Regions from separate parts of the Mus musculus genome. Here all the other regions are linked to region 1. The links are chromatin contacts, called in public Hi-C and promoter capture Hi-C maps. All regions are on one chromosome and are shown on one strand. Each heading gives the region's core, a stretch centred on a gene start, on an enhancer-like site or on the middle of the called end of the contact. The rest is flanking DNA. Distances are from core to core; before and after follow the strand shown.

What was found. Promoter capture Hi-C pulls out the DNA fragments that hold promoters and counts their contacts. Hi-C and Micro-C count contacts between places; a contact is called where the count stands out from the background.
Region 2: a contact with region 1 is called in a Hi-C map of cerebellum, with 1.7 times the contacts expected there. The contact joins the enhancer-like site here to the promoter of 4930570G19Rik in region 1. A contact is called at or near these places in 8 of 39 promoter capture datasets (the 3T3-L1 cell line, the HPC-7 cell line, cranial neural crest and 5 more), 2 of 484 Hi-C or Micro-C datasets (both in cerebellum) and 6 of 115 datasets of contacts at active chromatin or transcription factors (SST interneurons, embryonic basal ganglia, embryonic forebrain and 3 more).
Region 3: a promoter capture Hi-C map of second pharyngeal arch cranial neural crest shows a contact between it and region 1, with 4 times the contacts expected there. The contact joins the enhancer-like site here to the promoter of 4930570G19Rik in region 1. A contact is called at or near these places in 7 of 39 promoter capture datasets (the C10 cell line, cranial neural crest, frontonasal cranial neural crest and 4 more), 9 of 484 Hi-C or Micro-C datasets (cerebellum, cerebral cortex, cortical neurons and 5 more) and 4 of 115 datasets of contacts at active chromatin or transcription factors (SST interneurons, embryonic forebrain, forebrain and 1 more).

What each region holds. Positions count from the first base shown.
Region 1 is chr3:156,560,428-156,564,360 of GRCm38.p6, forward strand. It overlaps 4930570G19Rik (RIKEN cDNA 4930570G19 gene), which reads right to left and starts at 1,260. Exons shown (of 4, transcript NR_040399.1): 1 at 1,049-1,260. Negr1 (neuronal growth regulator 1) reads left to right here and starts at 1,367. Exons shown (of 7, transcript NM_001039094.3): 1 at 1,367-1,925. The coding sequence starts at 1,768.
Region 2 is chr3:157,083,863-157,087,840 of GRCm38.p6, forward strand. All of the region lies in intron 4 of Negr1 (neuronal growth regulator 1), which reads left to right. Among named protein-coding and RNA genes, the nearest start is that of Gm24373, 130 kb to the right of the region's middle. Within about 2 kb of position 1,504, at least 4 of the 459 cell types and tissues checked have an H3K27ac peak or open chromatin away from gene starts, as enhancers often do. A contact at or near this core is called in cerebellum, where this site is marked.
Region 3 is chr3:157,117,935-157,122,227 of GRCm38.p6, forward strand. The region is part of intron 4 of Negr1 (neuronal growth regulator 1); the gene reads left to right. Among named protein-coding and RNA genes, the nearest start is that of Gm24373, 91 kb to the right of the region's middle. Within about 2 kb of position 2,232, at least 12 of the 459 cell types and tissues checked have an H3K27ac peak or open chromatin away from gene starts, as enhancers often do. A contact at or near this core is called in second pharyngeal arch cranial neural crest, where this site is marked.

The sequences.
Region 1 (3,933 bases), core at 10-2,509:
TCCCAAACTCCTCATGGGCACTGGAATCGCTGTTCTGGATTCAGATTCTCTCATTGATTTGCAAATCGCCTGGAAGACCTCTAGGATCTTAGGGTTGAAAATGAGTGCCAGAAAGGGGGTGGGGGGGGGGGAAGAGTGGACTATGGGGTGACCCCCGTGCCTTGTACCCTGTTTTGCCCTGACCTGGGCGTAGGCTAGCAGATCCGCGGGACACTGCTTGCCCCTTGAGGGGTTGAGGTTACTGCTCAAAGGATGCAGGTCCACCCCAACTGGGAGGCGGTGAAAAAAAAAAATACAACTGGGACTCTTTAAAGCCGAGGAATGCCTTGGCTTCAACCGAATGCGCAAGCCTTCCGCCCAGTAGGCTCAAATGGGTTAAACTGCCTCTTACATAACAGGACCGCCTAGCTCCACACAATTAAAACACTGATTGCAGCCTCCTCCAACTCTGCATCCCAGTAAGGCCCGCCCATCCCTCCCGTTGCGCCTGCGTGTCGCGCGCTCCCGGGCCCAGCACGCGCCCTGCACACTCCATCTCCCTCTCACAAGTGGACACTCTGTGCTGACACCACACGCGCACACACACTCATGCGCAAGTTAGTATCAAGACGCACAGAGAAGGGCAGGCGTTCTCCAGTACGCACAGGCGGACTCACACACGCACTAGCTTTCGGTCGGCATGCCCGAATCACTATACTGTCCCCGTAAAGCAGCAGCGCCGCCACAATCCCTGCTTATCTCCAAGAGAGGGTGAAAAGAAATACCCCCACTAAAGGAAAAATAAGGAACGGAGGGAAGGAAACAGGAAGGGGAGAGAAGAGAGGAGAGGAGAGGAGAGGAGAGGAGAGGAGAGGAGAGGAGAGGAGAGGAGAGGGGAGGGGAGGGGAGGGGAGGGGAGGGGAGGGGAGGGGAGGGGAGAGGAGAGGAGAGGAGAGGAGAGGAGAGGAAGAGAGAGAAGAGAGAGCTAACTGGCAGTTTATTAACAGCGCTATTAGCTAGTCAGGATTAAAAAAAAAATACAAGACAACAACAAAAAAAGCCAACTCACTCAGTCTCAGGCGTCATGATGGCGCCGACCCCAACTTGAGCACTTTAAAGTCGGGGGCCCGAGGAGCCGAAAGCACCAGAGGGCAGGCCTGGCCCTTATGCCCTGACTTCCCAGCCCCGCGGCTCGCAAAGCTCTCTAGTTCGCGCTGCCAAGCCGGACTAGACCTCGGCGTATCCTCAGTCGCCCTAGCTTCCCAGTCCCTCTTCTTTCCTCTTTTTGATCTATCTCTTTCGCTTCTCCGGCCCCCCTCCCTGCCTGGTCCTCCATCCCTGGGCGGGGTTGCTACGGAAACGGCCGCTTGGCAACGCGCGCGAGCCCGGGGGCCGCCGGCCGCTGCTGCGCCCCGCGCTGCCTGCGCCGCCTCCCGCGCTCTGCTCGCAGCCTCGCAGGACGGTGTGCGGCCGCCAGGGATTAGCCACGCTCCGGACGCGGCCGGGCGCCCCGAAGGAGGTGGAGCGCGGTGCCAGGGGGCGGGAGGGGAGGGAGGGAAGGCAAGCTGCAGAGGAGCAGAAAGGAGGCGAGGCCGGGGAAAGAGGGAAACTACGCCCGACAACTAGGGAGGGGGCGAGAAAGAGAAGAAACCCACCCACCCACTCAGAAAAAGGAAAAGAGGAAAAAAAATCTCGTGTGGCGCGCCGCCTGGTTATCGGGCAGCCTCGCCAGCAGCAGGGGGTGGGAGCCGACGCTGCCGGAGAGCGAGCAGCCTGGCAGGCACGGACATGGTGCTCCTGGCGCAGGGCGCTTGTTGCTCGAACCAGTGGCTGGCGGCGGTGCTTCTGAGCCTGTGCTCTTGCCTCCCGGCCGGGCAGAGCGTGGACTTCCCTTGGGCGGCCGTGGACAACATGCTGGTGAGGAAAGGTGACACAGCGGTGCTCAGGTAGGGACCGCGCGCCCTCTCTACACTTGCCTCAGTCTGTCTTTCCGTCCCTTTCCCTCTCTGCACCTTGCTTTACACCCAGAGTGAATCCTGCTGTTGCTCACGAGCAAAAACACCACACCTCAGGCTAGCCACGCATGACCCTTCCTGGGCTTCTCGGACCCCGGGGCAGGGGTCTGGCTGGATTAGGGAGAGAGGGAAAAGCGCTTTCCAAGCAGCCCGGGCTTAGGAAGTGTGGGGCTTGAAGGAGGGGCAGGTGCCACTTTGGAGCCAGGTCTCCGCTCTGCTGCCAGCGGTACTCCAGGAGTCTGACAAGTTTACAGGGCTTGTTTCTGCTTCACTCCGTAAGCGACTTTTCTCAACTGCTGGCTCTGTGCTCCATTTATTTTCCCTCTCACTTGAACAGTAAGATCCAAATATTCCATTCAGCTTTTTTCCCCCTCCTGTAGCTGCTTTCCTTCTGTGTTTCCCTCTTCCTCTGTCCCCTATCCCATTTCTCCAACTCCCTCTTCAGTCACCCCTATTGCCTCCAGTCTCTGGTTTACTCCTATGCTATAGTGTTCCCAGTGTTTCCCTCACACCTTAGTTCCTGTCATTCCTTATTCTCCCTGTTTTTCCAGATTTCCCTTTCCACTAATTTCCGGTCCTCACCATAGCCCTTGTCTTCCCCTCCCAGACCATCATCTGTCTCCAGCTTTGCCTCCCATGCACTTTTCTGTCACACCCACACTCAAGGTCCAGTACCATATTCAGATCCCATAAATCTCGATTTTATGAGCACACTCCCTCTCAGCTCTCCCATCCTCTCATACACTGGCACTTCCCTCCTGTGAGAAATGATTCACACTCAGAACCCCCCCCCCCAGTGTTTAAAGGATGCACACTCCACACTCACTCCACACGTGCACCCCCCAACCCCCAACACACACTTCCCTTTCTCTTCTGTCTGTAGTTTTGCCTCTTGTCTTCCCCTATTTTCACTGAGCTGAGCATGAACAGAGTGTTTGTCGGTGAAAGGTCTCCCTAGCCTGTTTTCCTCAGAAGCCACACTACCAAGTATGCCCAGGGGAAGATTTCCTTTCCCATTGGATATAAATTGATGACCAGTCAAGCTTAGCGCTAAACAGGGCTCCCTGCCCTGCCTTGCTCTTCACTTCCCATAGACCCACCTACACTGTCCCCCTGCCTCCCCCCCCCAAAAAAAAAAACCTGGCTTGCTTTGCCAATATCCCTGGAAGATCTTCACTCTCTCCACTGGGTGGTAGTTTGCTTTTGAGTACAGATTACAGGGAGCCAGTATAATACATGCATGTCTAAGGTGGGGAAGAATGCTTATTTATGGTTGAAACAGGCAACGTTTTAAATTTAAGGATGTAGGTTTCAGGCATGACTTAAAGCTTTTTAATTGTTTTTGAGGCCAATTACACAGGACAATTTTAATATATGCTAATACCTTATTTTAAGAATATATTATTCTTGTTAAGTGTCGGAGAACACAAAAGTAATGCATTTCTGCTACAGTATAGAAGAATAACTTTTCATTTTGGACAAGGGTGAGGCGTGCTTTATCATGGAGCAGCTGAGAATTGAATACCTTTTTACTCATGTTCTTAGTTTCTTTGTAAGTTTGATCATCAGCTTTGGAGGCAAGCTCAGTTACAGAAACTGAAATGTGCGTGTGTTTGCAGTAGCAAATGGCTAAAATATGGCAAGCATTACCGTTTTCAGCCTGAAGGATTTGATCTCTCACTCACATTGTGGTGATAAATCTTGGCAATCCCCTTCGTAATGAGCAGTTTAATAAGTGTTACGGTCAACGGAAGTATCTATCGGGAGCCTGCTCTGCTTCCAGGAGACCTTCACTCTGACAGTGTAGATCTCCAGGCTTGTGGGGAGCATTCTTACAGTGCTGAGTTTGGTGTGCTTCTTGCTTGCTTACAGGCTTCAGACCTCATCCTTGTATGACGAACCTCGAGCTTTGTAGCATTTTAGAGAACTCTCGACTCTC
Region 2 (3,978 bases), core at 254-2,753, 520 kb after region 1:
AGCCCCTCTGTGTTTCAGGTACATATACAAAAATCATCTGGCTTAAAGTTCCCCTTATCTACTCCTAATTATATTCAAGTGGATATAAATAACCGGTTCCTTGTCTTTCTTTATAGTGTAAATGTAATAATGCATACGTTTTCCTCACTTGTTAACGTAAACTGTTTTAGAAGTGTGTGCATAATTTTATTACTGAGCTTTATAAGTCAACTATCCTGCCCATGTTTGCACTCTATGAGAAGTGTCTGTTAGAATTCCACCCATGTCGAAACAGAAGTTTCCAGGGTGATTTTCAAGTTGACTTAAATAGATTTAAAGCTATAATTCAATTTCCCATTGCCTGTGAGTCACATTAGCATTTTCTATTACATTTGATAAGGCAAGTGTTGATTTCTTCTTGATACGCCTTCTTTCTTCACATCTCTAGTCTCCAACTAACAAGATGTTAATGTCACAGGATACAAGACTGCACACTACAAGAGCCTCACTGGCTTTGCAGACTACCAGGCGACTGTAAGGACTTCATTAAATATCAATGTCAGTGTAGTCCAGCCAAAACAAGGAAGGATGAGACATACACTCCATGAAACAGCCTTTTACTTTTAATTTATGTTAAATTGTCAAATCTTAATGAATAGAAAATGTGAACTCCCAAATAGGATCCTTTGAAAATACCCTTGTTTGCAGATATTTCTTTTTTAAATTATAGTAAAGGTGTGTTCCCATGCGGCTATAAATTAAATACTGTGACTTCACACCAGCATCTAGTAGTCACTCTGTGAGTGAAGAGCAAACACCAAATAAAGTCAGCCACGCAGCAAAACCTAAAGTTCAATACCATTAATTTAATTATAGAACATAATCACTTGACAGTGCAATGGGTTGGATTTAAAAGATGATATTGAAATTGATTGCTAATCATTGAAAGGTGTGTGGTAAGCATGAGGCTACCCTGTGATGGAAGGCTATCTGTCTATCTGAACCCAGGGACTATCAGCAATGCATCATGGGGTGCCGGGAGCTTGGGCATGTGTGACAGTCACCAGCAACACAGGGGATGCTCATGGCACACAAGCCCTTCACTGGATGAATATTTGCAGTGGACTCTGCAGTGGGAACTGCATCTCCAATCTCACAAGTGAAGGGAATGAAGTTCTGAGAGTTAGGAGTAACTGTGTAGGTCAGACCAGGTTAAAGAGTAGGTACTGTGTGTGGACAGAAAGGCTAAGCCTTGAGCTAATCCTGCCTCACTGAAGGAAAGATGGAAATGCAAACTTCCCTAAACTTGACCCTCTAGGTGTCTTGCAGTCCTGATGTTTATCACCAGCATGGACTGGCTGAGAAGATCCTCTTTCCAGAAGGATTTTCACAAGTCTCTTTTTCTTCCTCGGGACAAACAGGATGGGTCAAAAAAGTAAAATATCTCAGGGTTTTGTATGTGTTGTCAGACATCTAGCATGGCAGGGGAAGGAACAGCCAGTTTCACCAGCTGGCACCTAGAGGGACCTGCTGAGAGCAGGGAGGGTTGCTGCTCACACTGAGATCAGTGAGTTGTCCTACTTTCCTCCTGCCTGCTGGCCATCTCCTCCTTGTATTGTTACTGTTTCCCTGAGCATAGCTCACTGGTGCTCTGGGCTTAGAGAAACAAAAGAGGAAGAGTCAAGGCCAAGTTTCAAAAATCAGATGCCAGTAGTATTTATTTGAGATAAGACTTAAGGACATTTATTACCTGTATTTTCATAATTAGAAAACAAAACTTTTAAAACCTAAAACACTTTTTGCTATAATACATTTTTTCTGCTTGTAATGACCTGTGGTATGTGCTGGAGACATTTTTGGTAGCTTGGGACACTTATCTCAAGTAAAAAAAAAGAAGAATCATTATAATTTAGTCCTGACAAAGCAATTTCATACACACACATTAACCTATTTTAATTCTCACAAAGCCACTTCGTTGTAAGCGATCTTTTCCTGTTTTATGAATAGAAGAGTTTGACTCTATAAAGGCTTAGCATCATTCTAAATGGTCCAGCTGTTAGCCTCAGTGCTGAGACTAGAAAATATTCCAGGGAACAAGAACCCACGTCCCTCGTTCTACAAACTGCATTCAAATCAAGACCAAATGGTGCTGTGAGTGGGTTCGTTGTATATGAGCTGGTTTCCTAGTAGTGAACATTAGTTTTCTTTCACTAATTTTTAAAACTGCAATCCAAGTTTAAAGAAAAGGCTTTGCACCTCTGTTCTAGCTGGCTGGCCTGGTGTTGAATTCAAGTTCTTTGCAATGTTCAGGACAAAGGATACATTTCCTTTAAGGGATTCCTGGGCCTGGAATTCCAGAAATTTATATGCAAATTGGGTGATGGGATAGGTGTCCCCCTGTAACTGGGCTCTAACATTTAATTTTACCTAAAGATTTCGAAGTTGAGTGTTCCCATGTGTTAACTGGATGGACTAGGTCCCACTTTCTCTTTAACACAGGTGCATGAAAACATGTAAATGAGCACGCTGCACAGATGTACGCGCGCATGTGCACTGCCTAGCTTTCCTGGACTTAGCTTGGCTCAGTTGTTAGGTTCATGGTGGAAGCCAAGAAAACTTACTTCAGAGACAGAAGCTTAAACACGAAAGCTTTACTTTCTGTGCTTGCAGGGAGAAGGTCAATTTGGGATCTGAACTGCATCCCTGAAGAGAGATTGTACAATATTTTTATAAGATGAGAACACAATTCGAGAAGGAATTGGATGGGTTGTCACATTGGCCAATCATATTTTAACAGAAGGGGTTAAGCAAGGAAGTTAACTTGGTGACTGGGCCTCATCTGGGTCATCTGGTTTCAGGGTTCTTGAGTCAGCTTTTGAAGCCAGGTCCTTTCTTGGACTGTGACCTGCAATCTAGAATTGTAAGGGAACAAAGAAGTGGGCAAGCTTCCTGTAGTCAATTAAGTCAAGACAGGCAACACATTCATGACTTGTGTGCCTTAGTTTAGGAACAGGATTACAGCAACTCCCTTCTTTACATCCTTTATTGGGTAACAAACATGAAATGTCTGAAGAAGAAGGATAGGAATTGGGTTCTGGGGTCTAGGAACATGAGCTCAGTTTTTACCCTGTCAGCATGCTACTTGTTTCTGAGCTGGCTGGACTCAGGAAACTTCTCCTAACCTAGTGAATTAAGATTGTTACATTATAGGTAGGATGACTAAGAACTCAAAACAAAAACATTTACAAAATGCTTATGTTGTATTTGTTGAAAGCAAATAATGTCATGTCTATTGGTATCATTCTGGTTCAGGTCTTATTTGGACAGCCATGTTGTTAAGGTGACAAGCGGTATATACCACCCAGGAAAGAACCCTGTGTGCCTGGCTTACTCAAGTCAACACTACCTGCACATTGGTTTATGACCCACGGTTACAGTGTGATATGTATTTTGGACCTTGGTGCTAAGCACAGTGGAAACATCACAAACTTCAGAGTCAAGGACCAAGTAGGCACTTGTTGACATATGAGGGTAATGCATGTAAGTGTTACAGCCTCTCTCTGTGAAAACATAGAATCTGTTTATCAACTAGCCCAAGGATATTGTGAAAATCTTACCACAAAGAAGTATTCAACTAAACAGAAAACAGAAACAAAATTCCCTTCAAAATGAAAACTGAAAAACAAGTTCAGAGTAGTTAAATGGATTTTAAAGTCCTTCTTGGAGCACCAGGAGGTTACCAGGCTAAGAATTCAATCTAAGAGCTGAATAGTGTAGCAAGCAGGAGGAAGATAGTAAAAATCCTGGTCTCTCTTCTTCTCTACTCAACATCAACAGCCCCCTCCTTCAGGCAGCTTTCACTTTGCTCTGGGAACATCCAGCCTTCAGTATTCATCCTCCAAGGAAGAAAGCGAAGCCTTTCTCCTGCCACGTAAGGATCCCTTGTCCTCACGTGTGGAAGAAAGAGCAAGCAGGAATAGGCCACCAACATGAACCTGT
Region 3 (4,293 bases), core at 982-3,481, 560 kb after region 1:
TGAGTTCCTTTGTGAATGTGTTACCTCACTCAGGATGATGCCCTCCAGGTCGATCCATTTGGCTAGGAATTTCATAAATTCATTCTTTTTAATAGCTGAGTAGTACTCCATTGTGTAGATGTACCACATTTTCTGTATCCATTCCTCTGTTGAGGGGCATCTGGGTTCCTTCCAGCTTCTGGCTATTATAAATAAGGCTGCTATGAACATAGTGGAGCATGTGTCCTTCTTACCAGTTGGGGCATCTTCTGGATATATGCCCAGGAGAGGTATTGCTGGATCCTCCGGTAGTACTATATCCAGTTTTCTGAGGAACCGCCAGACTGATTTCCATAGTGGTTGTACAAGCCTGCAATCCCACCAACAATGGAGGAGTGTTCCTCTTTCTCCACATCCACGCCAGCATCTGCTGTCACCTGACACAACTGGTTGTTATCATGTAGAAGAATGCGAATCGATCCATACTTATCTCCTTGTACTAAGGTCAAATCTAACTGGATCAAGGAACTTCACATAAAACCAGAGACACTGAAACTTATAGAGGAGAAAGTGGGGAAAAGCCTTGAAGATATGGGTACAGGGGAAAAATTCCTGAACAGAACAGCAATGGCTTGCTCTGTAAGATCGAGAATTGACAAATGGGACCTAATGAAACTCCAAAGTTTCTGCAAGGCAAAAGACACCGTCAATAAGACAAAAAGACCACCAACAGATTGGGAAAGGATCTTTACCTATCCCAAATCAGATAGGGGACTAATATCCAACATATATAAAGAACTCAAGAAGGTGGACTTCAGAAAATCAAATAACCCCATTAAAAAATGGGGCTCAGAACTGAACAAAGAATTCTCACCTGAGGAATACCAAATGGCAGAGAAGCACCTGAAAAAATGCTCAACATCCTTAATCATCAGGGAAATGCAAATCAAAACAACCCTGAGATTCCACCTCACACCAGTCAGAATGGCTAAGATCAAAAATTCAGGTGACAGCAGATGCTGGCGTGGATGTGGAGAAAGAGGAACTTCCTCTGTTCTAACAACTCTCACCAAGAGAGAAACTTCCTACCCTTCATGGCTGCCAGAATATTCTGTTCATGTTGACTCCCTGGCTTCAGTTTCCCAGAAGACTAGAGAAGGGTGTGAAGGAGAATAATTCACACTGACACTCTGAAACAACTTCTCTGTCACCAAACATTTTTTTTTGCAAGCCAAAGGCATTGTTTCAGCTTCAAGGGAGCCCCATTATCCAGGAAGATTAGAGTCTGTACCACAGCTCTCTACAGAGCCAAAACCCCTGCACACAGCACAGCTCTCACCATGATAATAGTGCAGCCATACATCAAGCATGAGCAAATCCCCAATGGAATGCATTTATTACATACTTTGCCCACAGTGTGACCCATACTGGGAACTCTTGGCTGGACAGCAGTCACTCTTAGCATAATTGCAGATGAAATATCCTAGATCCATAGTTGGCAATGAAAATATAATGTGAACAGAAGCCGATAACATATAAGGCTGGAATCAACCCACAGAACAAGATGCATGGCTGTTCAGCCTTAATACATGATGTTTGCATGTAGATTGAGGAGCAGTGGTCCCTGGGACTTGAATGAAATGCATATTATCGAGAGTGACCTATTTTTCCCCCTTGGCCAGCTTAGCTGGCTTCATATCTGTCCATCTCTTCCCTCACTCCTCTGTGTACAAGTAAGGACGCCTTGGATAAAGCATGCATCTCATGCTAACTCCTTACCAAGGCTCATGGATGACACATGCCTGCCTATTGAATTCATAACACCCTACCCATACCACATTACTTGGCAGATCATAGATGCCTGCAGTCCAAACACAAGGGAGTAATGACCAGAGACTCTAATTCCCTCTAAAATGGTTGTGCTATACTGGTTGAGAAAAGAGTTTAATATAATATACCTAGAGTCCAAGGACCTACCCCACCTTCCAACTCATTCCATAGATGTACATATTTGTACACACAGATATGGTGTGTGTGTGTGTGTGTGTGGTACGTGCTTCCTGCCACTGTACCAACATGCCATCATGCACTGTCTTTTGTAAGCCATCTGACACACAGACAGTGAGAAAATATTGACAGAATGTCTTCAGCAAGAGCAGCAACAAAAGAACCAGTCACAAACACTCGTGATGAAAAGGGACTTTGTTGAGCCACCTCTTTGAAGCTGCACACTGAAGAATTGAGGAATACTCAGCAATCACAGCTGCTGAGAACAGTGAAGCATTAACCCACCTAGTGACAAAGCCTGTGGTTGGGCACAGGGAATTGTATGCTGACTTTTTTTTTTTTTTTTTTTTTTTTTTTGCCTTGCACATCTGTTCATCTTCACAGAGATGGCTGCTATTTGTGTTGACTTGGCATCTGCCCTGATGTCAGCACTTGTGGTGCAGGAGGTGAACCTAAACAGAAGAACACAGGCCATAAAAAGCCTTAGGTTCTTACCAGGGGTCTGCAGTAGGACAGATGTGTTTTCATTCATGATCATTTATTTTATTCTTCTTTCTTGATACATGAAATGAATATAAACATATTTGTTCAGAAACAGGAATCTTCTCTCCACACTCAAGCACTATGCTATTATCACTGAGAGGTTTAATATAGGGAGAAAGGTCCTTTAGAAGGGGGCCTCTAGAAAATACACATACGACCTCTATAGACATGCCTAGAAACACTATCCTTGGAGAATGTGGACTCAATTAAACTAAAGCTTTAGCTTCCGAAGAGTAGTAGTAGTTCATAATGTAGCTCTGGACACTAAACATTCCCCTGCCTCAGGGAAAATGGAAATCATGATAGTACTTAGTGAATTGTTGTGAAGGCTAGGTAAGTGGACAAATGAAAAGGCAGATCTATGGCATAGACTAAGCTCAGTCCATGTTCCTCGTAGCTCAAAATCCCTCCTGGAACATCAACACTCACAGATATTATTCTCATTTGGGCTCTTTCTGGAAACAGACATGTTCAAATGCCTCCCTGTACTGCCATCTTTACCACTCTTCTGAAAGGACCACACCTTGTCCTATGTTCTAGTAATGAATAAGCAGAATTATCATAGTTATAGAAGTACCTTGTAGTATCAAAGCAGAATTTAATTCCTTTCCAAAACTATGATGGTTTGGATGAGAAATGTGCATAAGCTCACATATTCAAACACTTGTTCCCTACTTGGTGGCATTGTTTAGGGAGGTTACAGAGGCTGGAGGAAGTATATCACTGGGAATTTAGAGCCTCAATCCAATTCATGTTCTCTCTCTCTCTCTCTCTCTCTCTCTCTCTCTCTCTCTCTCTCTCCCTCTCTCTCCCTCTCTCTCCCTCTCTCTCCCTCTCTCTCCCTCTCTCTCCCTCTCTCTCTCTCTCTCTCTCTCTCTCTCCCTCTCTCTCCCTCTCTCTCCCTCTCTCTCCCTCTCTCTCCCTCTCTCTCTCTCTCTCTGTCTCTCTCTCTCTCTCTCTCTCTCTCTCTCCTTCCTGTGTGAGGATAAAGATGTGAGTAGCCAGCTTCCTATTCTTGCCCTATACCATGCCTTCACAGCTACTATGGACTCTATCCCTGTGGAACCATGAGCAAAAATTAATTCTTCCTTAAGTTGTCATTTTTCATGCTGTTTTATCATAGCAATAGAGCAATAACTACAGCAGAGACTTACCAGGCCTTTTGTATGGAGGGAGGAACACAGATTTGTGGGAGCTCTTAACTAGGCTTCAAGCAAGAATGGCCTCTTTATTCAGATGAGAAGAATATTTCTCAATATGAAATTGGCAGAGCAGAGGTTGTCCTGTGAAATGCACCAATGGAATGATTCACATTAGTCAGAAAGACGAGAATGCACCGAAGAAACAGGACTGGGTGTGAATCTATCTTAGCAGCCGTGGGAACTTAGTTGGTTATTTAACCTCATTAATGTCTCATCTAAAACTGGAAAGAAACATCATGGGAGACACAGACTCATAAGTGAGAAGGGACATTGTAGGAACTTGGTGCTATATCTGACACATAATTTATGCTCAGTGTGGGTTAACCACCAATGATGTTACTCAGCAGGGGCTTCAGTGAGTACAAAGAAAATGTGTTGTACTTTGTGGAAAAGCAACTGTGTGTGGCCAGGAAACCATGGGGAGCAGGCCTGCCTGCAGCAAGAGTTGGGTCAAGGCATTCCAAACCCTGAAAATTTTATCCTAAGATCAGCAGGATTACAATCACTGTTCCCTGCCAGAGGCCTGCCTGCCACAGACCTGCCTGTCACATATAGCCCTGTC